Linked DNA regions of Mus musculus: region 2 is linked to region 1. A link is a contact called in public Hi-C data. All regions are on one chromosome and are shown on one strand. Each heading gives the region's core, a stretch centred on a gene start, on an enhancer-like site or on the middle of the called end of the contact. The rest is flanking DNA. Distances are from core to core; before and after follow the strand shown.

Evidence for each region. A called contact is a pair of places that touch in the nucleus more often than the background predicts.
Region 2: a contact with region 1 is called in a Hi-C map of CD8 T cells, with 6 times the contacts expected there. The contact joins two enhancer-like sites. A contact is called at or near these places in 9 of 39 promoter capture datasets (the C10 cell line, the HPC-7 cell line, cranial neural crest and 6 more), 28 of 484 Hi-C or Micro-C datasets (CD8 T cells, the G1E-ER4 cell line, the HL-1 cell line and 8 more), 3 of 115 datasets of contacts at active chromatin or transcription factors (bone marrow-derived macrophages, large pre-B cells and microglia) and 3 of 9 other capture datasets (adipose tissue, liver and pancreatic islet).

The regions. Positions count from the first base shown.
Region 1 is chr16:11,156,391-11,159,096 of GRCm38.p6, forward strand. It overlaps Zc3h7a (zinc finger CCCH type containing 7 A), which reads right to left. Exons shown (of 23, transcript NM_145931.3): 5 at 2,576-2,706; 6 at 2,293-2,373; 7 at 2,164-2,202; 8 at 138-171. Among named protein-coding and RNA genes, the nearest start is that of Gm24145, 9.5 kb to the right of the region's middle. Within about 2 kb of position 1,296, at least 29 of the 459 cell types and tissues checked have an H3K27ac peak or open chromatin away from gene starts, as enhancers often do. A contact at or near this core is called in CD8 T cells, where this site is marked.
Region 2 is chr16:11,422,807-11,425,564 of GRCm38.p6, forward strand. The region is part of intron 11 of Snx29 (sorting nexin 29); the gene reads left to right. Among named protein-coding and RNA genes, the nearest start is that of Snx29, 100 kb to the left of the region's middle. Within about 2 kb of position 1,300, at least 32 of the 459 cell types and tissues checked have an H3K27ac peak or open chromatin away from gene starts, as enhancers often do. A contact at or near this core is called in CD8 T cells, where this site is marked.

The DNA of each region.
Region 1 (2,706 bases), core at 46-2,545:
TGAAAATATGGATGCAATCCAGCCTTGCTTCCCCCACACAGCCATCTCACTGGACAACACTATAGAATATGCACAGCCTAGCCCTGGCAAGCTGGCAGGCATATTTCAGAGGGATAAGATCGAAAGTAAAAACGTACCTGGCTCAATATCTTCCACAGAATAGTTCACAGCCTGGAAATTAAACAAACAATGAATCATGTTTTTAAGATTCTAAACTCTAAAACAATCTGTAAAAATCCTAAAAGGATTTGCAGATTTGCAAAGACGTTTGAGAAGATACAAGAAATCAAAAGAACAGTCTTCTACTCTATTTTGTTAGTTTGTTTCCAGACAGGGTTGGTTCTCTGTGAAGCACTGGCTGCCTGGAACTTGCACTGTAGACCAGGCTGGGCTGAAACTCAGAGATCTGCCTGCCTCCTGAGTGCTGGGATTAAAAACAGTGCACCATCATGCCCTGCTGCTTCTTCCTTTAAAACAGGGTCTCGTGTAGCCCTGGTGGCCTCAAACTCAGGATGGAGCTGAGAAGGACCTTTGAATGTCTGGTTTTTCTGCTTCCATCCCTGAGGTTACACAGGCTTTATCAGACTGTGGTGTCCTGGCTCACCTCACTCCTAGACCACTGAGTACACAGTCAAACTGGGAAGCACTGTGCACTTAGCAGACAGACAGTCCTCATAAGGCTATTTAGAAAGGAATAGAAACTAATCTCATCACCATCCACCAGCCCTTCACAATGGCTAATGCCATCCCAACAACAACAAGATTTTACTTCAAGTGTAAAAAAAGAGTAATTGCCAGAAGTGGTGGCAAATGCCTTTAATCCCAGCATTTGGGAGGCAGAGACAGACAGATCTCTGTGAGTTCTGGTCTGTAGAGTGAGTTCTAGGACAGCCAGTGTTACACAGATAACCCTGTTTCAAACCAACACTTCCCTAGTGGGGGTGGGGTGGGGGGGGATGAGACAGTATTTAACTGTGTAGTCCTGGCTATCCTGGAACTCTTTATGTAGACCAGGTTGGCCTTGAACTCACAGAGTTTCTCCTGCCTCTCTGCTTCTGAGACCTGAGATTAATAGCATATATAGCCATTTCCTGAGAGAGTTGTTTTGTTTAATTGTTTAAAAAAGTTTTAAAGATTAGATTTGTTCATTTTATTATGTTTTGGCTGTGTGTGTGTACACCATATGTGTGCTTGGTGACCTGGAAGGACACAAGACAGCATCCGATCTCCTGGAACTGGAGTTACTGATGGCTATGAACAGCCACATGAGTGCTGAGAATGAACATGGGCCCTCTGCAAGAGCAGTAAGAGCCAACTCTCCAGCCTCTATTCTTTCTCTTCTCTTCTCTTCTCTTCTCTTCTCTTCTCTTCTCTTCTCTTCTCTTCTCTTCTCTTCTCTTCTCTTCTCTTCTCTTCTCTTCTTTTCTTTTCTCAACCCCAGTATTCTCAAAACTATATCTGGCCCAGAGCCACAGTTTTCAAAGAAAACTGAACATCTAAGTGTTCACATCCTGTCACATGCTCTAGTGGCTTGCAGGAAATGCTGGTTGAAACTAAAGTATAGGGGGGGCTGGTGAGATGGCTCAGTGGGTAAGAGCACCCGACTGCTCTTCCAAAGGTCAGGAGTTCAAATCCCAGCAACCACATGGTGGCTCACAACCATCCGATCACGAGATCTGACTCCCTCTTCTGGAGTGTCTGAAGACAGCTACAGTGTACTTACATATAATAAATAAATAAATAAATAAATCTTAAAAAAAAAAAAAAAAAAAAAAAAAGAAACTAAAGTATAGGACTTGAGCTGTTTTTTGTTCTCTAAAGTGATAGGAAGCCACGGTCAATTTCATGTTTAAGGCATCAAAGAGAACCACACTAAAAATACAAAGAGCACAGTTGCTAAGACCTTCATTCCTGCTTTCCTCAGAAGCATGAATCTTGTACAGATAATAACCCTGCCTTGGGGGCTAGGGAGATGGCTCAGCGGTTAGAGCACTAACTGCTCTTCCAGAGGTCCTGAGTTCAATTCCCAGCAACCACATGGTGGCTCACAACCATCTGTAATGGGATCCGATGACCTCTTCTGGTGTGTCTGAAGACAGCTACAGTGTACTCATATAAATAAAATAAATCTTTAAAAATAAATAAATAAATAAATAACCCTACCTTGGGAGCCCCATCCCCAGGAACTGCTTTCAGTAAGTGCTGAAATAAAATGAAAACACAATTTCAAAACAGAACCGACTCAGATTATAAACAAAATGAAAAGAATTCTGAGAGATAAGTTTTGCTTACCTCAGCTCTAACATATGCTTTCCTTATTTTAAATCCCAATTTCTGAGCTAATTCTTGAGTTAATTTTATTACATGTTCATCCTGGAAAGAGCAACATTCATGAATGTATCTGTAGTGAAGCAAGTAAGCAGGGCTGTGACACTGCTCTCTGGATCCTTGCTTTGTTAGCTATTACAGTCAACTGAAGTGAGCTGAAGGCTGCACGTAAATGTGGCTATTTCTCCACGTGAGAGCCGTAGAACACTCATGATGCAAACAAACAAGCTAAAGCATTAACCCATACCTGAGGCACTGCTAAGGAGCACTTTGCCACAGCGTCGTAGGCCTCTCTGTAGTGCCCTAAGTCACTTAGAGCCTTAGCCTTCCGATACAGAGCCTTGCAGTTACTGGCATTAACACTGAGGACAGCGTTAC
Region 2 (2,758 bases), core at 50-2,549, 270 kb after region 1:
CCCAGTGCTGAGACTGGCGCATGCAAGGAAACACCCAACAACTGAGCTGCAGTCCCAGCCAAGTCTCCAGCTCTTCACACCTTGGTTCACATAAGTGAATGTGGTCACCAGCCTGGAAGGCAGCAGAACTCTGATGGTCTGGGCTGAGTTTGCAGGGTTTTGAAATGTCACCTTTCTTTGTAAAAGGCAAGTGCCACAGTCATATCTTCTTGTTGAGTGGCCAGCAGTGCTGACCTCAGCACAGACAGATAATGACGGCCACTCAGTATGCCCTGTGAATCCTGTGAATGCCAGTGAGTTTAGAGTAGTCACTGTATGCATGAACACACACACATATACACACACTGCACACTGAACTCATATGTGTGCACACACACAGAAAGTAAGGTCTAACAGGGGATGCTCAGTATGTGGAAAGCACTCTGAATGTTGGTACCTCACTAGCAGGCACTTAGGGTTGTGACTGGCTGTCTGCCTGTGGGAAAAGCCACCCAGACTGGATGCTTTCCCACTACTTAGTAGACATTTCTTTATGTTTATGTCAGCTTTACTTCATTCACCTCCTGTTTAACAGCCGAGTGTCTGTACATTTGAATTAATGTTTTTGTTGGAATATGTGATGTGAGCTGTGTTTAAGAAAGCACCTCTTTCCCTATTGATGGCTGGAAGTGGCACTGCAGCACCCTCACCACCAGGGGCCACTCTTTCCCTGTTGATGGCTGTAAGTGGCACTGCAGCACCCTCACCACCAGGGGCCACTCTTTCCCTGTTGATGGCTGTAAGTGGCACTGCAGCACCCTCACCACCAGGGGCCACTCTTTCCCTGTTGATGGCTGGAAGTGGCACTGCAGCACCCTCACCACCAGGGGCCACTCTTTCCCTGTTGATGGCTGTAAGTGGCACTGCAGCACCCTCACCACCAGGGGCCACTCTTTCCCTGTTGATGGCTGTAAGTGGCACTGCAGCACCCTCACCACCAGGGGCCACTCTTTCCCTGTTGATGGCTGTAAGTGGCACTGCAGCACCCTCACCACCAGGGGCCACTCTTTCCCTGTTGATGGCTGGAAGTGGCACTGCAGCACCCTCACCACCAGGGGCCACTCTTTCCCTGTTGATGGCTGTAAGTGGCACTGCAGCACCCTCACCACCAGGGGCCACTCTTTCCCTGTTGATGGCTGGAAGTGGCACTGCAGCACCCTCACCACCAGGGGCCACTCTTTCCCTGTTGATGGCTGGAAGTGGCACTGCAGCACCCTCACCACCAGGGGCCACTCTGGTGAAGCTCACTAGCTTCAAACCAAGGTTTGTGTTGGTGTTGGGCTAGCAATGGTGCTTGCTCCTCTGGTGGGTTTGTGAAGGTTAAACGCATATATACAAGAAACATACTCAGAAGAGTTGTACCTTACAATTTGAAAAGACAGATTGGAAAAATGTATCTCAGAGTTACACGTGTTAAGTGTTCAGTAACTTGTAGGTGAGACTGTTAGCACCCTTAAAGGATTCATTTACTGATTCCAAACACAGTGTCTAGGCCTCCAAATGGGTGGACATGGTTTTTGTTTTATGATGGCATCCCTACAATTACAAGCCTCTGAAGCCCCCTTTCCTGGATGTGTACCCTTAATCCTCTCTAGACGCTTAATCTTCTCAGTTGGGGTGATTTCAACCCCAAGGGGATATGTGGCCGTGCCAGGAGACCCTGGATCTCCCTGCCTGGCATGAGAATGCCTTCGGCAAAGCCTGACTGTGGTTATACCAGGGACAACAGGCTCTTTGTGCCCAGTAAGTATCCTTGTGGTGGACAGGGGTGCTGAATAGCTGCTGGAAAGCTTAAGAAAAGAACGGACCTATTGGAAATGATGAGACTCTAGGGACTGCTCATGACTCCTGTGGGTGTTTGCTGTCTCTTCAGCTCTGTCACCCTCGCTGTGAAGTGTGAAAGGCTGAGCACCTGCAGACCAGCCCAGAGCGGGTGGTCTGAGCACGAGGCTTCCTGACGCCATCTGTCTTTCTTGAGGCTGCAAATGTAGTGGGAATCCACCCGGTGGACACTCATTGCTGTGCCCCCCACCTTTGTAACTGCTGCCTCTCTCCACTCTTGAATTAGTTTCTGTATTTGGGAGTTGAGAACTGTAATGAGCCTTTTCCCCTGTTGTTGGTGGACAGTCCTTTAGCACCAGGTTGTGCCTCTGTCCTTGCTGTCTGTCCTCCCCTCCCCGTGCAAAGACCTTGGGGTTTTGCGTCTCAGTTGTGGGTGTCGAGTGCTGGTGCCTTATTTCAACAGTCAGGTGGGGTGGCAGAGGTGATGTGCACATAGCTTCCTGTAAGGCTGTCCCCACAGTGATGGCTTTGGAGGGGAGGAGGGGAGTCTGGTCTACTTTAGAAGGGCACATACTGCTAGCTAGAAACTGTTTCTCCCTTGCTATCATTGCTTAGCCACTGATACTTACATGGCTTTTGAGTCCTGACCACTGCCTTCCTTTTCTTTCCTGGGGTTCAGAGAAAGCGGGGAGACAAGCAACTCGAGTTGCTCATTTCTTTGTCACTTCTGATGTCAGGCCATGGAGGAGAGGGCAAGAGCAATGCCCCTCGCTGCTCACTTCGATGCTCACTGCCTCACTAAGCCTCAGTCTGTTTTTCTCTTGATATCATGTGACGGGAGTCTCAGTCGAGGTGAGGCAGGCTGGCTCATTGCCTAGCAACACTATTCCAAACACTGGACGTTTGAGAAATGAAACTAAGAAGCACTATGGCACTT